2 separate regions of the Anser cygnoides genome follow, and region 1 is linked to region 2. The links are chromatin contacts, called in public Hi-C maps. All regions are on one chromosome and are shown on one strand. Each heading gives the region's core, a stretch centred on a gene start, on an enhancer-like site or on the middle of the called end of the contact. The rest is flanking DNA. Distances are from core to core; before and after follow the strand shown.

Evidence for each region. A called contact is a pair of places that touch in the nucleus more often than the background predicts.
Region 1: a Hi-C map of granulosa cells shows a contact between it and region 2, with 1.5 times the contacts expected there. The contact joins the enhancer-like site here to the promoter of ULK4 in region 2. A contact is called at or near these places in 4 of 7 Hi-C or Micro-C datasets (fetal liver, granulosa cells and liver).

Annotation. Positions count from the first base shown.
Region 1 is chr2:47,805,017-47,809,470 of Taihu_goose_T2T_genome, forward strand. The region is part of intron 1 of TRAK1 (trafficking kinesin protein 1); the gene reads left to right. Among named protein-coding and RNA genes, the nearest start is that of TRAK1, 12 kb to the left of the region's middle. Within about 2 kb of position 1,780, at least 1 of the 3 cell types and tissues checked has open chromatin away from gene starts, as enhancers often do.
Region 2 is chr2:47,752,937-47,757,823 of Taihu_goose_T2T_genome, forward strand. It overlaps ULK4 (unc-51 like kinase 4), which reads right to left and starts at 3,338. Exons shown (of 39, transcript XM_066992021.1): 1 at 2,825-3,338; 2 at 392-545. The coding sequence starts at 529. LOC125184234 (a long non-coding RNA gene) reads left to right here and starts at 3,764. Exons shown (of 3, transcript XR_007167918.2): 1 at 3,764-4,887.

The DNA of each region.
Region 1 (4,454 bases), core at 530-3,029, 51 kb after region 2:
CTAGAACATACTGGACAGAGAGCCAAAAAAATATTGAGAGCTAAATAGTGAAATTCAGGGTGCTCTGTCTCAAAGCACTTTTAAATATTATTGGCTTCAGCTGTCAAATCTTGGCTTCTTCATTTACCTGTTTTCAATCAGTTGAGAGTTTGTATGCCAAATGAGCAATGTTCACAGGGGATTTACAGAGTAGGTAAAGTGGTCTGTTCCTTTCAGGAAATCCTGTGTTTATATTCAGGATTGTACATGTAGGCCTTACTTTCCATTTTGCTTGTTAATCTAGAAATCTAAATCTTGCACTACTCCCTTGACAGAAGCTTGCTTGTGCACAAGCAGCAAAGAGTGTGAAAGTCTTTGAAACAGGCAATTACTTTGGTTTTAGTGATATTTCTTATGATGTTGTAGTTTATCATCATCTTCAAATGTAACTGTGGACGTTGAAAGTCTGGGACATGTTCCAGTCTTACATCTGGGTAAATATTACCATTTTATGGAAAAGTAAGTATTGGGAAGGATAACTTTGCTTGTGATAGAATATGTTCATGAGTTGAGGAAAACGAATCCCAGTTCTGGTTCTGAGGCAGATAAGGCCTTTACCTTCCTTAGACCAGTATCTTCCAAACTCTGCCACATTTAGACCATGAAAATAACATTTTGAAGGAAGACATTTCTAAGCATTGTGCTTGTATTGTGGGATGCTTTCTTTTCAACTGGGAACAAAACCAATTAGTAATATTTTTGTATGTTTTTCAGTTGAAGGAAGTGTGTGTAAGCTTCAAATGCTGTTTTCCCCATACTTGTAAACCTATATGTTACTCTGTGTACTTCCGGCTTTACCATGTCTGAAGTATTTGACCAGATTTGTCCAGGTCATCTCAATGCATATGCTAGGGTTGCTTTTGATATTATAGTGAAAAATGAGTTTTGAGAGAAATTTCCATCTACCAGTGGAGCTGTAAAGCACACAAAGGAAAGAATCCTTGACATAGGAATAATGTTTGTCCAAGAGCTATTTCTCCTCACTGAAAGCTGGCTTGCTCGCTCGCCTCAGGCTGTTGGTATACTCAGAATGCTTTCTGACTGGGTGTTAAGATATGAATAAGTCATAAGGCACGCTGATAAGTGGGGAACTCAACTGACTGATTGGTAAGCAGGTCAGCTTGCCTGGTCCACGTACAGCAGTTCGAGTTCTTCCTCCGTCATCAGCAGAGCAGTGGCTGGCAGGGGCAGTTTGGCTAACTGCTTTCTTAAGGCCTGTGCCTTGACTCTGGTGTGTAGGGGAAATTCAGTGTCCGGAATCATCTGCCCTGCGTTCTGCAGAATATGTATCCACACATAGGTACCCGAGGATGGCTTCAAAAGCACCATGTTTAAGCACTATTCTGATTGTTTTCCCAAATCGGTTTCCAGACTCTTGGAAAAACTTGATCCTTCACTGCTGAGTGGGTTCGGGTTTTATTTTTGTGGTCCTTTGGGAAAACCACGACGCTGGATTTCAGCTTCATTACACAATTAAGAATGATGGTTTCGTCTGGAAGGGAAGCAAGACTTCTTAATTCTTAATTTGCATTGTTACCTGTTAACTTGCTTAGTTCTCTCATTAAAGGAGTGTAGTGGGGTTTTTTGTTTTTATAAAGACTGTAACACAGTGTTGTATTGCCATGTTCATTTAATTCCCCTGGAATTTTCTAAAAACACCGTTCCAAACTCTCTGCTAGTGCAACTTTGACTTTAATGGCACCAAGCCACAGATAATTGGCCCAGTTTCCTCAAATTCCACAGCCTGTTGTTAAGATAAACATCCCTGGGTTCCCAAGAACACAGATGCATGTATATGGTAATATACCGGGGATACAGAGCGCCCTTTAAACAGGGAATTGTTACTTTGCTATGTCATTTTTGACGTTTGCACACAAGGCCGGTAAGCAGAAGGATGACTCGAGACAACGATTGTGCCAGTTTCTGAACTACATCGTAGGGGTTTGAGGGCAGCTGTCAGGCTTCTCCCTGTTGCTGTACCGCTAACTTGTATGGAGGCCGAGGGCGAGCAGCCCCGCATGGGAATGGTATGTGTTGAGATGCAGCCTCGTTAGTGAGTGGCTCCGTGTGACCGAAGCTTGGTAAAAGGCCCGGGGTTGCTGGGTGCTTAGGAATTTGTAGTCTTGTTGTGTCTCTCCCTGACACTGGTACCTAAAGTGGCTTTTGAGGCCTGTGTATCCGCAAGCGCTGGAGGTCTGGCTTTGTCCGCGTTCAAGAGGGCGTCAGCCTGCTGCGTTTCTTCCCAGCCCAGAGCTTTGGAGAGGGGCTGCGATTGCAGAGCCTGCGAGAGGGCTGGGTTCGGTTCCCACACGGCCTAAAACACAATATCATATGGCTGAAAGCACCACGCTACATAAAGACAACATGACTACATAAAGACGACAAAAGAAGGTGGATATGAGGCACGGTGGTTTTAACAGCCAGTTAAGAAGCTGTGGAGTAGCTTCTAGGAGCTCTTTGCACATTTAGGGTTGTAAGGCATCCCTGAAGAGCAAGGAGGCTCTCGGGGAGAGTGCCAGCAGCTGGAGCACATGCGGAGGCTCCCTGGCCTGGGCATCAATGCTGCCAGGTCTTCTTAGCATCCAGTGCAGGGCAGGAACTGGTGGGAGGGCATGTCTTGGTGGTGAGCTTCCTAATAGCCATCTCTGCAATGGCTGCTAGCAGTAGGAGGAAATGTGGGGTGATTATTTTCTTATTTTCTGGAAGAACGGGACATCCTTACTAAACAGATGTTCAGTTTTTCTTTATTGTCTTTCTATATGTTTACTCAACTGGTCCAAAGCAGTAAATCCCAGCCTGAAGGTAGGTGGATCAGGACACAGCAGGCATGGGTTTGTTTGTTTGTTTGTTTACTTATTTATTTATTTATTTATTTATTTATTGTTAGGACTGCTTGCAGGGGATTTGTTGTTTCCTTGTTGGTTCCTCTCAGCCCATTCTCATCCTATCACTGTATTTGTGAGCAGCAGTTTTCATTCTGTTATGTGATATTTTATGTAAACATTGTTGATATTTTATGTAAATATTTTGGAAAGACTGCTATGGAGATTTGAAACAATGACACTTCCAGTCCTGTAAAACTGTTTTTTTTTTTTTTTTATTGTGGTGGTGATGGTGGGTTGTTGTTTTTTTATTTTGTTGGTGTTTTTGGCATTTTTAGTTTAAATTATGCCAACTCTACACAGACCCTTAAAAATAATTGTGTAAAGTGAGAAATTCAGAAAATCCTTGTTCAATAGGAGAAAAACAATAGTAATGCAAAACAAGGTTTAAATCCACTCCCCTCCAGTTTTAAATCATGATAAATATCTGGTTTTAGTCAGTCTGTTCTTTGTTTAGTGTTACTTGGCCAAATCTCTTGGCCCTGCTTTGTTAGCAGGTAGGTTTAATTGTATCTTTGTTTAAATAGGAATAGTGGTGGGGGGACCAGTGTTATAGCATGGTCTTTCAGCTGCTGTCACTGTTTTCACCTGCGTTTCTATGTTGTCCTGAGGAAGAAGGTACAGCTCAGCTGGCTGATCATTGCTTTGGCTTGGAATAGTAACATATTTTAATAACTTTACATACTGCGTGGTATCTTAGGCCCAGTCATTGTTCAGTAGGGTTGTTGGGTTTCTGTTTGTTTTTCTTTCTCCCTTACTAGTAACTAGTTGGTGTGTGCTTATGTGTTTGTGCTTCTCTTCTGTGTTCCACTTCTGGTGGAGTGCTCTTGCTCGTCCTTACTGTGGGTAGGAAATGAGCCCACGGTTTGAGAGCACAGGCAGTGTTATCACCTCTTCTGCTGAATTTTGAAGGAGTTGTGGTCATCCCACTCCTCTCTCCCACAGCTTCTCCCAGCTAGCAGAAAAGCTGCACTGAACACATACCCAGCTTCTAAAGGTCTTTGAGGCTTGTGGAGCAGTAGAGAGGATAACTGGGGATAAACTGGGGAGTTTTATGCTCTTGTGGTGTATCAACACCACTTCTCAGGTTTCTGTTGACACTGTTCCCATCCATAATGTTTGAAGACCTGGTTTGCTGCGGGTGTAATAGTTTCCACCATAGATGAACTGTCTGACAGGTCCTTGACATGTCTTTTTTTTTTTTTTTTTTCTTCCCCAGTGGTATTAAGAGGCATGCTGTTAGGCAGATTGTGTGTTAATGTACTGAAGCTGATGTTCATGTAGTTTAGCTTGGATATTGGTTGCGTATGAGGCAGGACTTTATACATGCTAAATACAGTGGCAACCTAATCGCACATGATTGTGTTGTTTTGTGTGTGTGTTTGAAGTCATTAGATCATTTCTTTTAGTTCAGGGAGTGTTGGACCATGCCCCTTGATGTGTGCCCATCTTGAGTCGCTCCACCTCAGTGAGCACCTTGCATATGGTGCTCACCCTGGTGGTGGTGGCTCAAACAGCTTTCCCTGTCCGAGC
Region 2 (4,887 bases), core at 2,088-4,587:
CAGAATTTGGGATCAAACTTACATTTCGGCTTTCTTTTTCAGTGAGAACACAACTGTGAGAAAATATGGTTGGATGTAGTAAGAGGAAATAAATGTATGAACACAGCGTTTTTTGTTGTTTTTTACAAAAGGTTCTCTGATGTATCATAGAAACAGTAAGCGTGTAAGCATGACTTTATGCATGCGATTTACACAATAAAACCTGATGACAGAAATAAACACTTTAAAGTAAGACTCTAAGTATAGGAATTTGAAATCTTAAGAAGCTGATATAAATGAAAACAAACTCCATGTAAACAAGCATTTGGTGTTTTTCTTTACTATCACCTGTGCTACAAGAATTTTTTAAGCTATATCTTTTCCCAAATTTAGCAGGAAAAACATTACTTACCCAGTTTGTTATTTCAGCTCTTTTGCATTTATCAGTGCAAAGAATGGCAACAAAATTAATTGTCCCCTTTCTTCTTCCTTTATAAACAACTGTCTTCTTTCCTCTTCCTATCTCTTCATACAGAATGAAATTCTCCATGCTTAAGGATGCTTTACTGGCAAGGGATTAGAAATATGATATTACTTTCATAAACAGACAAACCTTTAAAGGAAGAAAGCGGAAGCATTTAAATTTAGTAATCATTGATGTACTGCATTTAAACACACAATTCTTAAAAAGAGGGAATGCATACGTCCAGAAAGATCAAACATAACTACCTCACAGAAGGCCTGCTCTCAGGAAATCTGATCAGAATTTTGAACAGGTGATAGTATTTTCCACTTCCAAAGCTCTTTACGCATTCCACCAGTTACAGATGGGCCAATAACTAGAGATTACAAATAATTTACCAGTAAATAAAATTCTCAGTTTGGAATCAATTTTTAAGTGCTACATAAAACTGCTAGCCAAATGAAAATATTCTAAAGTGAAAGCATTACCAAATAAGATAGCCATTTCTGCCCAGGGGCACACCAGGTACACATTCCCCTGCAACTTTCTACCACGTAATTTAACCCTTCTAAATAATTTAATCAACATAACTGAAAAAACACAGGAATTAGTATTGTCACCAATACCACGCTGCATGTAGTTTTACCAGTTATAGGAGTCAGTGTTAAGTTATTTTCATGGATAGAAACTACTCAAACAAAAGCTGTGTAAATTTGTTGGCCAATGTTGCTTTGTGGGAGTCAACAAGTTCCACAACAAAGTTATAATTTAGCTTATAACTCTCAATTTTGCCTCAAGAATTTTATGTGCTTTGTGTACTGAAACAAATGAAACAAATTCCAGAAACAAGATATGCTGCTTGCTAGTACTCAAATGACCACCCTGTGGTAAGTTCTTCCAGCTTGCGGCCAACTCAGGTCTTTCAATTACCAGCTGAATTACTTCTAAGCCATTTGAAGTTGCTTGCTCTCATCTCAACACAAATTCTTCCTTCTCATTTATAATTTTTTTTTTTCTCCCTCAACCAGGCCAGTTCTCAGTGCAGTTACCTTAAAACCACAGTAAAGCTGCATCTTGCAGCAGGCAGCATGGCAACAAGAATCACCAACAAGGACGGAGAGGAAGGCTGCTTAAGCGGTACTGTTGCCAAATGCCTAATTACAAACCACAGATTCAATTTTGCTCCAACTCTTTCACGAGGAGCTATCAGAGCTCCTAGACTGACAAACTGAAGACCAAAACGAGACCAGAGAATTCTCAAGTCTTCAGACAGAACTTTAGGTAATTAAAAAGAAAAAAAAAATCATTGGACAACACTAGACAACACATTGTCCACCACTGAAATCTCAGTGAAACACCTCAGAAGCACGCAAAACAGCAGGCTACGGGTGCCATGGGAATCACATTTGCTCTGGCCAGCAGAATGCAGGACCAGGACACCAAGAACACCCAGTTCCAGAAGCATTCCTTCTTCTCTTGGTGAATGAACGGCCAGAGCACTCCCAACGGAGCCACACATGCAGGCCTGAGGCCTCCTGCAGCCCTGACACAACTTGAGGCCATTCCCTCTAGTCCTATCACTAATTATCTGTGAGAAGAGGCCGACCTCCAGCTCCCCACACCTTCCTTTCAGGCAGTTGTAGAGAGCAATAAGGTCTCCCTTGAGCCTTCTCTTCTCCAGACTAAACAACCCCAGTTTCCTTGGCTGCTCCTCATAGGACTTGTGTTCCAGCCCTTCACCAACTTCGTAGCCCTTCTCTGGACATGCTCCAGGGCCTCGATGTTGTTCTTGTAGTGAGGGGCCCAAAACTGAACACAGGACTCGAGGTGCAGCCTCACCAGAGCTGAGTATATGGGGACGATCACCTCCCTGGTCCAGCTGGCCACACTATTCCTGATACAAGCCAGGATGCTCTTGGCCTTATGGGCCACCTGGGCACACTGCTGGCTCATGTTCAGGCAAGCATCGATTAGCACCTCCAGATCCTTTTCCTCTGCATGGCTTTCAAATCACTCTGCCCCAGACCTGTAGCACTGCACGGGGTTGTTATGACCAAAGTGCAGGACCCAGCACTCAGCCATGTTGAACCTCAACCCGCTGGCCTCTGCCCATCAACCCATCCTGTCCAGGTCCCTCTGCAGGGCCTTCCTATCCCCCGGCAGATCGACACTTCCCCCCAACTTGGTATAATCTGCAAACTCGCTGAGGGTGCACTCAATTTCCTCATCCAAATCATCAATAAAGATATTAAAGAGATGGGCACCAACACCGACTCGTGGAGAACATCACTGGTGACCGATTACCAGCTGGATTTCACTCCGTTCACCGCCACTCTCTGGGCCCGGCCGTCCAGCCAGTTTTTAACCCAGCAAAGCGTGTACCTGTCCGAGCCACGGGCTGCCAGCCTCTCCGGGAGGATGCTATGGGGGACCGTACCAAAGGCCCTGCTGAAGTCCTAGCAGCCGTTGGTTCTCTCGCCCCTCAACCGCCAGCCATCAGGCGGCGGGCGAGCAACACCCACCCTTCCCGGGGGGCCGCAGGGCCCCGCTCCGCCGCCATCGGCCGGCGCCGCTGAGCCCCGCCCGCGGTCCCGGAGCCTCCCATGCCCCGCTTTGGGGTGGAACAGGGGTGTGTGCCTACAGGGAGCTCCCCGCCACACGCCACACAGAGGGAGAGACACCGGCACAACACGCCAAGAGGCTCTATCAGCTGCTTTATTTCTCAATATTTTTATTAGAGTGAGGAAACGCCGCAAAGCGCCAAGAAGGGCTGTCCGCTCCCCCCGCCGCAGCGCTCGGGTCGTCGTCGCCGCGCGGCCGTATCCAGGAGACGGGGACGGACGCCGGAGCCGCCATTGGAGCGGGGCCGGGGCCGCCGCGGGTCCCCGGATGTAGCCGGAGCGCCGCCTGGTTGCTAGGCAGACTCTAGTTGCTCGGCAACCGGCAGCCCCCCCACCCCCCCACCCCGCCCCCCACCCCGTCCTAACGGCCCCCGAAACAAATATTTTTTCAATTTTTTTCTGTAAAGTGGAGGTTTCACGTCATTCTTCATCCTTAGGTCCTTCCCCTCCCCTTCCCTTCTTCCCCTAAAAAGTATATACCAAGTCCTTTTCTTTTACATTTAGCTTTTAACAGCCTTTGGTGTATCTCCCCAAGGTGAGCCGTGAATAATTATTTTATCTGTTGTCCCACTTCGCCCTCGTAACAGTTTTGAGCCCATCGGTACGTTTCGACCTGGTTTAGTGAAAGAAACAGTATCACAGAATCACTGAATCACAGTATCCTCAACAGGACAAGTTAAATAATAGTTATAAATAATAGAAATAAATTAAATTCAAGGACCAGTATCCTTAAACAGTCGGTGTTTAAGGCAGGATGATGACCAATTTTTTTTCGCTCTCACCATAGGAAAGATTTCAGTATGTATGTAACCCCTCCCTAATACTGGGGTAAAAAAAATAAGAATAAAAAAAATAAAAATATCCCTTGACACCCTACTTGGGAGAGGGCAGCTGGGAAGGTGCCAGCTGTAAGAGACATACCACTTTTGCTTCATACCTCCTCAGCCACCAGAGGCTGTAGCCACAGAGCAGAAACCTGGAGGAACTGAAGCTTCCTTCCCTCAGCTTGCCAAACCTTTTGTCACTGTTCAGCTGCTCGCAGGTTTGGCAGGGAGTCTAGAAAAACGGTAAGAGGTCAGGGCTGAAAGCAGGCTTGATATATTGAATATCCATATAGAACTGGCTGGGCTGATAAGAACTGAAAAATATCATGTGTATGTTCAACAAAAGTGCTCATTTCTTAATAATTTTGGATTCTGTCCCATTTTGCAGCGTATGTTTTCAGCAATTAGAGTTGATCTGTAATTGTCAAAGAAGCTACAGTTTTGGAACTGCACAAGCATAATAAATTGTCCGTTTCTTTTTTAATGTAAATGAGTAGTTGACTAGATATAAATAAACAGAATACGTACATAAATGTCACCTCATTTCTTTAAGTCGGCAAAAGAAAAGTACGCTTTGAAGAAGGATTTATTTAGATTTAGAAAGCTGTATATTTTGTCTTTGGCTCTGATGAGGATGACCGATATAGGATACTAGCTCAAATGCAGAACCAGTTCCAACAGCAGCGTGCTGGCAGAGCTTAGAAAAGTCGCTTAATTGAATTGTCCCTGCCCAACAGGACAAAACTGAGCCATAATAACTGTCAAATTACTGCCTTTGCTTTAACATTTCTAGTGTTTTTTCCTGCGTACAGCTTTCTGTTAAATTAGTCCAGGTTAAGGATTGTTTTTATGCAAGAGGGGAATTTGTGGGGAATGAGCTGGTATGAACTTTAACAGTCTTTTGAGATCTTCACATAATAGTGGCCATAGCAATACAGAGCAGAAAGAGAAACACAAACAAAATGCTTTAATAACAAGACAGAGATCCATAGCCTTTCAA